Linked DNA regions of Mus musculus: region 2 is linked to region 1. A link is a contact called in public Hi-C data. All regions are on one chromosome and are shown on one strand. Each heading gives the region's core, a stretch centred on a gene start, on an enhancer-like site or on the middle of the called end of the contact. The rest is flanking DNA. Distances are from core to core; before and after follow the strand shown. Region 1 overlaps Gm12022 (predicted gene 12022). Region 2 overlaps Meis1 (Meis homeobox 1).

Evidence for each region. Hi-C and Micro-C count contacts between places; a contact is called where the count stands out from the background.
Region 2: a contact with region 1 is called in a Hi-C map of the N1E-115 cell line, with 9 times the contacts expected there. The contact joins two enhancer-like sites. A contact is called at or near these places in 1 of 39 promoter capture datasets (the 3T3-L1 cell line), 8 of 484 Hi-C or Micro-C datasets (the 3T3-L1 cell line, the N1E-115 cell line, adipose-derived mesenchymal stem cells and 3 more) and 3 of 115 datasets of contacts at active chromatin or transcription factors (the NIH/3T3 cell line, differentiating embryonic stem cells and stem cell-derived neural progenitor cells).

What each region holds. Positions count from the first base shown.
Region 1 is chr11:18,486,624-18,491,322 of GRCm38.p6, forward strand. The region is part of intron 1 of Gm12022 (predicted gene 12022); the gene reads right to left. Among named protein-coding and RNA genes, the nearest start is that of Gm12022, 4.3 kb to the right of the region's middle. Within about 2 kb of position 3,373, at least 2 of the 459 cell types and tissues checked have an H3K27ac peak or open chromatin away from gene starts, as enhancers often do. A contact at or near this core is called in the N1E-115 cell line, where this site is marked.
Region 2 is chr11:18,883,598-18,888,326 of GRCm38.p6, forward strand. It overlaps Meis1 (Meis homeobox 1), which reads right to left. Exons shown (of 12, transcript NM_010789.3): 10 at 1,996-2,054; 11 at 790-879. Among named protein-coding and RNA genes, the nearest start is that of 8430419K02Rik, 8.4 kb to the left of the region's middle. Within about 2 kb of position 2,219, at least 57 of the 459 cell types and tissues checked have an H3K27ac peak or open chromatin away from gene starts, as enhancers often do. A contact at or near this core is called in the N1E-115 cell line, where this site is marked.

The DNA.
Region 1 (4,699 bases), core at 2,123-4,622:
TACCAGGAGAAGCAGCAAATTAAGTGATGACATCTTCAAATAGTACTCCAAATGCTCCATCTTCTATATGCGAAACAAAAAGTCATGTTGATGGAATGACATGCCGCTAGACTCTGAAGTCATAACTGTGCCATTAACATTATGGTTCATTCTATAACACCAGCCCTGTCTCTAGCATCAGGAGCTTCTCAGAATGGAGAGGAGGGGAAAGAAAGTGCATTTCAGTCATTGACTCTCTAGATGATGTGAAAAGGACAAGTGCTGCTTCTGACTCCTCTTGAGGAGACTGCGACCCAGAGATGAAGTATCTATTCACATGAAAAGACTGACCAATAAGTTGTAGACTTTAGAAGAATTTCAGCTACTTTCGGCTCAGAAACCAGTGTCCTGCCCACCCTCCCACACAGCTCCAGATAATTATCTCTGACTTTCATAATAGACTTAGTGGGAATGCATATGTACCTTTCTCAATAACATATTTAGTAAGAATTTTATGGATCAACTTTGACTCCTGGATCAGTGCCAAATCTCCTATCCTTTGCCTCTACCTGTGTATCTCTGTTTGTCATGATTGTCCACTAGATAAAGCCCCTGCTTCTAAGCAGGCTGATTGACTACCCTTGCGTTTTACCTTTTCTTCAACTTACCAAGGAACTTTAAAGTAATTTTATGCATTTTAAAGTGTAATTGCTATTCTTGTGTCTAAGTATGTCCCCGGTAGTGGTTGTCATTCCCTATGTCTAAAATATTGAGCAGAATAGCCAAGGAATGAGCAGAGCATTGCTTGGAAGAATCTATGCGACTACAACATGGAGAAAATGACTGGAGGGCCCAGACAGCCTTTCTGAGCATTACCACTTTAAAAACGTATTCAAGTACATATGTATGCCTGTGTGAGTATATACCATGGGTTTTCCCCCTAGGCCAGAAGAAGGGGCCAGGTCTCCTGGCGCTAGCAATACAGACAGTTGTAAACCACCTGATGTTGATTCTGAGAGCCCAATAACCACTGTGGCACAGATCTAGCTGCTGTCACCACCTTTGGAAATAAAATGTCAAGACCTAAGGGATAAAACTAGTCTATTTTTCAGACCTGCTAATGTGACACCCTATGGCTGATACTTGTATATTCCAACCTGGCTCTGAACAGGAAGTAGCTTGAGGCTCTTGGGATGGAGTGACACTGAGGAGGGCAGCTTCACCTCTGTTTATATATAGTACTCTATGTAAAATTCCATTTGGAAACCATGTATGAGCCTTCTAACAGTAATCAGCATCTGTATACCTCTTTTATTATTTTCTATTCTCAAGGTTCACTTTTACTGCACTCAGCTCTGTCTGACATTAACACCTCTGCAAGGAAGGCATCTAGTACCCATTCATAAATGCCTCTAACTTTCCATGGTGTATAAGTCACAAGCAATGATGAGTTCCAGTGACCAATTTCCATAGTGCTTCCCAAGTAGCTGAGGAGCAATACTCCCATTTGTTCAACTCAGGTCAGTGAATCGGTGATTTGGGTATCTATCCACTGACAGAAGCTTCCAACAGAGACTGTCAGACAGGACCAGGAGCTGAGAATTATACCCAGCACTCCGCCTAAAGTGCCAGGATGCTTGGTGTCTCCATATTCTGCCTGTGGGGAAAAGGACTACACAAAAAGCCCCAGAGGCATCAGATGCTCACAGTGAGTCACAGGCAAGAAAGAGGGTAACTGACAAAGAAGGGATATATAAAAAAGAATACATAATATATGTATACTATGTATATTATATGTATAATATACATAAATATATGTGTATATATAATATGTATAATATATACACATACTATACAAAATATACATACATATAATATATAACATACATATACATGAATGAATACATATAGTATACACTACATATACTATACATACATATGCATATAAATAAATGCATTATGCATAGTAATACATATACTATACATAATATACATATATTATGTATTATATACATATACTATACATAGAAAACTCAAGAACAACATACATGGACAGGAGTATAAAGAATGTGCAGCTTTAGATGGACTGAGATTTTGTTCCGTTCCTTCATTTTAGCTTCTCCTTTTGCCTTTGCAGATGTACAACACAGAGACGATCAATGAATAATTGAAACCTAAGTGAAGGCCTGCTCAAGAGACAAGAGAATCTGAGATATTGGGTAAGTCCCTGAGCTAAGAACAGTCTTGCCTGGATATGCTGTGTCTACTTCTCTCAAGAGAGATGTTGGCTTTTATTCTCATCTGAGGAAACCAGTGTTCCTGACAGGTTGTTTTGAGAGTGGACTCTTGACAGCTGTGTTCCATCAAGCATTTCCACATGGACACAAAGATCCCTGTTTGGGCCTGTGGTGAGTGTGTCAGCAGATCTATGTAATTGGGAACCATGCTTTTTGAATGGAAAAGAAAGTGTCTGGACATAGAAATATGTCTCTGATTATCCTCCTACCACTCTGCATGAACAGGTTTGCAGGCATTTCTTTCCTAGCTCACTGGTTTATTAAAGTGATCCCTGTCAGGTGGAGGCAAGTCAACCAACACAGGCAATAAGCCTGACTTGCTCAGGGATGTGACAGATAAGGTTCCTGGGATAGCCTCTCTGTGGATATCTGACTTATGTCAATGAAAGCATATTTTATATAAAAATTATAATCACAAAAGGAACTGATTGGCTTTACTTAAAAATACGGTGGAGGCCGTCCTGCCATTTGTCTTAAGGTAATACAGGCACAGCAGAGGTGGCACTCTCACCCTTGACAAGCCAGTCACTGAGTTCCTGATGCTGCTGCTTGAGGAACTCAAGTATTTCTAAAGGGAATCCTAAGTAGGAAGCAGCTACACTGGAGGAGGGGATGGTGAGAAAAACATGGGTCGGCATGCATAGCTATGCTCATATTCAATCTGAGAGTGTCCAGGATCACTGCAGAATTTCAAAGCTAGAAGCCTGAAGAAATATTAGCAATTAATTAGCGGCTGAGTTCAGAAAAGCCACTGTAGTCTCCGATGGTCTAATTCTTCAGGAAAGAAACAAAGCATTTCCATTCGCTGCTGAGAAGCACCCCCGTGCAGTCTGGAAGGGGCATTTTGTTGAAGGCTGGCACTTGCAAGAGGGTAGTGATTCATATTATGAAAAAAACTAGACATTTTTTTTTAAAGACACAACTTGGTAACTAATTTTTGTCTCTCCCTGTCAGGGTAACCGTTTGAATGTTAATTTAATTTTACAGAATATCATTTATGTAAATGTAATTAGAAAGGAAACATGATCTGGAGATGTGCAGCACCAAAGAAAATTTATTACTCCAAGGGGTATTGCTCTAATCACTCAACTGCAATATCGAGTTTCCCCAGATTTAATCTAAAAGCAATAAATTACAAAAGGCTAATGCCCTGCCCAACAACAAGCTGTCAAGAACCCACGTTTCAGGGAAGGAAACCAGAAGGAGGAAGAGGTGGGAAGGCCTGACTTCATCTTAGCAACAGGCTATCAGCGACTTCATATTTCTTGATATGAAACTTGATACAGACCACATTGCTAGGGAAGAAGAAAAAATAAAAAGGAGTCATTCCAAACCAAATTAAAAAAAAAAAGTTAAAATGTGTGTGACCTCCACTGTTTTATAGCTTCTTTTTTCTAAAGTGTGATAGGGGGATATGCTTTTGTTAAAAACAAAACAACAATAACAACAACAAAACACTGTTACAAATCAAATACTGGAAACTCAGAGTTCATCATTCATCAAGAACAAAGGAAGGTGAATCCAAGAAACTTGCAACAGACCCGGTTCTTTGCCTCATGGAGCTAAGAAAAGGAAAGACACAGTTTGATGGATGTCAGGGCCCGTGTTGCATTGCGTTATGTACATCCTGGGAAGCCAGTTCTCTCGGAGAACCTTGCCAACACCAAAGAGCTGAGCCTGGAAAAGGAAGCCTCCCATCTCCTCTCTTCTTCATGTTTAGTCAAAGGTTATGACAGAAATAACTAGGCTGAGGGTTAGCTCCGTGTTATGCAAGACACATACCTGAACTCAAAAATTATTGGGGCTATCTGGTCGTTTTTAAGGTATTCAACAACTGTCACAATGGAGAAAGAAATAAAACCATCAATCTGGCTGCCCAAAGGAAACCTTTAATGAAGTGTTTAAAAATTCCACTGCCTGAGTTCTACCACAGAGCAATTAAATTAGGAGTCAATATGGTTAGGACTCAGGCTTGGGCATGTTTTAAAAGCAACCTTTGTGATTTTAATGTGTAGACCACAAAGAAAATGACAGCCTTCGATAAAGCTGGCTGGCATGCAATGGGAAACAGTTTTGAAGGGGTAGGGGTTCTGTAGGTTACTCTGTCACAGACACATCCCCGTGGATGGAGATGTCTGAGATGCAACAAAAGACAACTGTGAACTCTGATCAGTTGGAAAGAGCAGTCTACAGCAGCCGGCTAGGAGGGGAGTAGTGCTGGCAAGCAGAGCCCAACGATTTCAGTGTGGTTTCAAAACTTAGACTTCTTCTACTCTGTTTTTCGTGCCTAACAAGCATCCCAAGGGTGTAACCTGCCTCACCTCCTTTGAGCTGGGAGCAGAGCAATATCATTAGGGGGAAAAGGCAAGTCCTGAAATAAACTTTATATTCCTTTCATTAGCAATAACTACCAACGTTTTGTT
Region 2 (4,729 bases), core at 969-3,468, 400 kb after region 1:
ACTCATGCATCAACTGCGGTTAGACAGATTTATGGCACTTTGGGGACATGCTCTTTCCTCTCCTTGCACTGCTGCAGACTGCTTACATTTTGCAAATCAGTCTGTTGCTATGACAACCCACTCCCCCACCTCCTGACTGTTTCTTGTTTTGTCATGTGGTCAGTACTGTACAATAGCAACACACAGGATAAATGTATATCATACACAGAATTTATCAGCCTAAAACCTTGATCAAAACCAACGAGAGAAAAAAAATGAAAGGAGCAAGAAATAAGGCTTTAATGGAAAGGAAGAAAGAAGCATGAAGCTATGGGCAAGGAGAACATGAGAGGACGCAGAAGGAGAATGTTCCTAGGACAAAGTGAAGACAAAGGCCCCGTTTGTACTTACTTCCCCCTGGCTTTCGATTGGTTAACTAGATGAAGGTTACATGTAGTGCCACTGCCCCTCCATGCCCATATTCATGCCCATTCCACTCATAGGTCCTAGAAGGGAGATAAAAATCCAAGAAGAGGCCAGAAGATGAGCAAAGTCAACAGATAGTGCCAAAAGACCCTTTAAAAAAACCACAGGTTCTAGGTGGCTGAGAGGCAGTAAGATATTGCACACATAAAGGTCCTGGCTTCCCCTTTGAGGTCTTAGATGCACAGATGGTAGGCAAGGCGAGGCAGGCAGCTGGAGAAAGCAGAGGGTGGACTTCTTTACCTGCCCTGACAGGGACTTGGGGAGGGTAACACTTCTGGAGTTAAACGTGAAAAAGTACCATACCAAAAAAAAAAAAAGTCTTACCTGGCGCTCTGATGCCCATGTGCTGCTGACCGTCCATTACAAAACCTCCCATTGGCTGTCCATCAGGGTTATAAGGTGTCCCTTGGCTGACTACAAAAGTACACAGCACAACTTCTTAATAACGGGGGAGGGGAGAGAGCTAGGAGAGGGGAGGGGGCACAGAGAACATACCAAGCAGATTACATGTGGTTTTTTTTTGTTGTTGTTATTGTTGTTGTTTTGTTTTTTTTTTTTAACCAAAGTTAATTCTTTCTCTCAGGCCAGTTCTATATACCTGGGAGACTACAGTTTCAAGTGTTATCTGTGTTCAAGGAACAGGCTAGCCACGAAATTCATGGTGGGGAGGTTTGTCTGCTGGTTCCATCATGGGCATTTTAAGAAAAGAAGACACTGGAACCTGACTAACTGGGTATGGGCCCAGTGTGGTGCCAACAGAGCTTTGATGGAGCTGAGAGCAGAGTGGTATTTCAGAGGCAGGGTTCAACCCTGCAGCATCACCCCAGGTATAATTTGGTCGCTGCCTTTGCTACCATGTTATAATACAAAACAAATCCTAGGGCTCATGACTGAAAAACAAACAAACACGAAAAGGTGTTATTTTTTTTTTAAACTGCGAGCACCAGAAGACAGATACTAATGAGCGAGGCATGAGAATAAGAGCCGTGTATTTATATCACTAACCAAATCCTGTGTTTTAACTGTACATGAAAAGCTGTTTCAGAAGTGAGCTGCCTTGGGTTATTAAAGCACACAAAAGCTCTACCTCACTGAATGTCTTTGAACTTTACTGAGTCCCACAAGTGATCCCGACCCCTTTGCCCTTTTGACAGGTAATAAAGTTTACAGCAATTCCACACCAAGCCATGCACCAGGGAGTGGTCATAGTGGCAGAAAGCTGGGTAGGCAAACTTGGGGGAAAAATAACATTAATATATTGAATGTTTACAAAGAAGGTTGTAGCTGAGCACTTGGAGGTTTAAGAGTTACTTTTCTCCTATGGCTTTTTATTCTCTACCTTCTTCAAATGTTTTATAATGATGTTAAATTGATTAGTGTGGTTACAAAACCAAACTGGTTTCATTTCTAAAGCCAGGCACTCGTAGTACTCACTCCCAGTTCATTTACCAGGCAGCAGCCCTCCTGGTGAATGGCTTGAGGATGCTTTTCGCTTGCCTGACTTGAATACAGTCACTAGAGGGGACTTGCCTGCTCGGTTGGACTGGTCTATCATGGGCTGCACTATTCTTCTCCGGGCATTAATAAACCTGTAACCAAGAAAGCAAAGCATATCATTATTGCATAAAAACATAAACAAAAGGTAGAGGAAGAAATGAATCACAGAAAGAAGAGCAGGGCCCTGGCAAGCTCAGCCCAGCCTCCTTTCTCTCCCTCGCGGACAGCTTCACATGCGGCAAAACCTACAACCCCGTGACCTTTGAGTACAAGGCTTGGGTTTCTGAGTTGATTTATGTTTGCCTGTTTTACCACAGTTGGACACTTCCATTTCATCTTTTCATGGGGGAATTAGCAGAGTTTTCAGGAAACAATGCTAGCCACCACTCTTTTCAAAAGGCCGGGTGGGAGTCGGAGGAGACACAGAGGAGAAGCTCTGAGGACATCTGCTCCCTCCCAATTACTGACATTTCAATCTTACACTTTCTGACTTCTTTTTCACAGTGTGTTTTATCCAAACCTCCCCTACCTTTTGCAAACCTAGTTTCATCCTTATGTCCACCCCTAAGATAACGAGCCCGGTTGGCAGCACACCATCAATTGAAAGAATGTCTGGAGTTTATCACTATTAACTCACACTTCTGGGGACTTTAAAGAAATTCATTCCTTGGAGAGATTTCTTGGGGTGACTTTTTTTTCTCTTTATGCAAAATCCGAAGTCAAGACAAGGTCACATCTATACAGCAATTGAATTTATAATTTTGCTTTCTTCCGCTACTACTGAAAATTTATAAACATCTTACTAAGATATTAAAGTCACTCTATATTAATTTAAAAGATTGTTTGGTACAAGTTGTTTTATAGCTCCTTCAAAAAATATAAAGTCACTGAAATAAAACAAAACAAACAAATAAAAACAAAATAAAACAAAATTTTAAAAACCCTGTTAACTCTGAAACCATCTCCACAAGATATTTAGCTCTTAAGCTTTTTGTCCTGGGTTATAAGAATTGTTTGTCAAATCCAGAAAATGCAGAGTATGTGTTGGGTTACTAAAGTTCTCAACCCAACTCTGAGCAGGACATCAGAAATGTGATAAAAAGTTCAATACTACCCTATTAATAATTGAAGGGTTTACAGTCTGATATAAATTTTAGTTTGTACATGTGTCTATTTGAGCAAAGAAAGCAGTTCTGGGACTCCAAATCATTAAACAGTCAAAGATGTGTCTTTAAAATAAAAATACATGCTTCATAACATTTTAAGATTCTCAATATCCTGTACCTGCTTGTGTCCCCTCTGAGAAGCAATTAAGGGAAATGACGGAAGTGGTTTCTGACTAAAAGGGTCAGTGTGGGTGCAGACCTGTAGAGGCTACATAAACTGTTCCAGTTTCTACGAATGAAGTCCCTGAACTGCTAATAAAAATATTTAAAACACAGGATCTACAACAAATTGTGTTGCAAATCAGGTTATCGTTATCTTATATAAGCCATGAAAATTGGAATCATGTGAGCAGAAGGTTAGACTAATTCTCCGCTCTCATTATAAGCACAGGTGTAGCACAAACACCATGTGAAATAACCAATTAAAATGGAAAAAAATCTGCCGTTTCATTAGCTGCCTGTACTGCATGACCAATTAGAAAATTATTTAATATTAATATTCTGCATATACCAAAAGTAATTTTCATAGTAACTTACAGGTAAGAGAGCAGCCTCATCATTACACACCCAAACTGAGCAGCCAAAGAATTCTCCGTCTGCGTAGTTCTTTATGTAATCTCGGCTGACAGGAGAAACTTAGTCTGCTCACTTTCTGTTTAATTCTTTGTAAAGACATTTTATGGGTAGGGAAAGTGATTTTTTTGTTGTTGTTTTGATTTGATTCGTTGAGACAGGGTTTCTCTGTGTAGCCCTGGTTGTCTTGGAACTCACTCTGTAGACTGTGCTGGTTTAGAACTCACAAAAGATCCACCTGCCTCTGCCTCCCACGTGCTGGGATTAAAGGTGTGTACAATGAGGACAATTTTTAACAAGGCTCAAGAAACTGAATGACTTATTTCCAGGCATGTGCTACCAAAAAGATGCTAAGACTTCGTTGATGACACAAAACTTAGGGAATGGCCATGATTTCTTTCCTTTCTAAGGTTGGGACTACAGCAGCCATTTGTGTCCACACACGTAGTTTCAGACAAGGAGTAAGCATGACAACGAACACCTTAAAAATGGAGAATGTCTATGGCTGCCCAGCTTGGGTATGTAAAGAGGAGGCTGCTCAAAAAAAAAAATCTGTAACTCAGGTTTTCCATATTCCCACATAGGTCTCCTCCATACTGAATCACGTAGGCTTCCAAAGACCAACACAAAATAACCAGCTCAGGTCACCAATTCATGACCATTCAGCCCGTGGCACCAAAAATGGTAAATCACGTTTAGGAAGTGCTTAATCATTTAGCTTGGCCATTAACATGGATGTCTAGAACATCCCACCAAATCAATGCATAGCCTCTCCTGGAAGCCAACACAGCACTAAACATCTTCCCTAAGAGTCTGTCTTTGAACAATGTGAGCTGCCTGAAGTTCCCATTCTTCATCTAAAATCATTTCTTGGTACAGCTTTCCAGGACAATTTGAACAAGCTCATTCAACATCTGAACATAGCAATCATATTTTCTAGGCTTCTTTCCTTTTTTTTTTTCCCCTGGGTTAAACATCCATGGTTCTTCAAAGGTTTTCTTTTTAGAGCTGAGTCCCTCTCATATTTT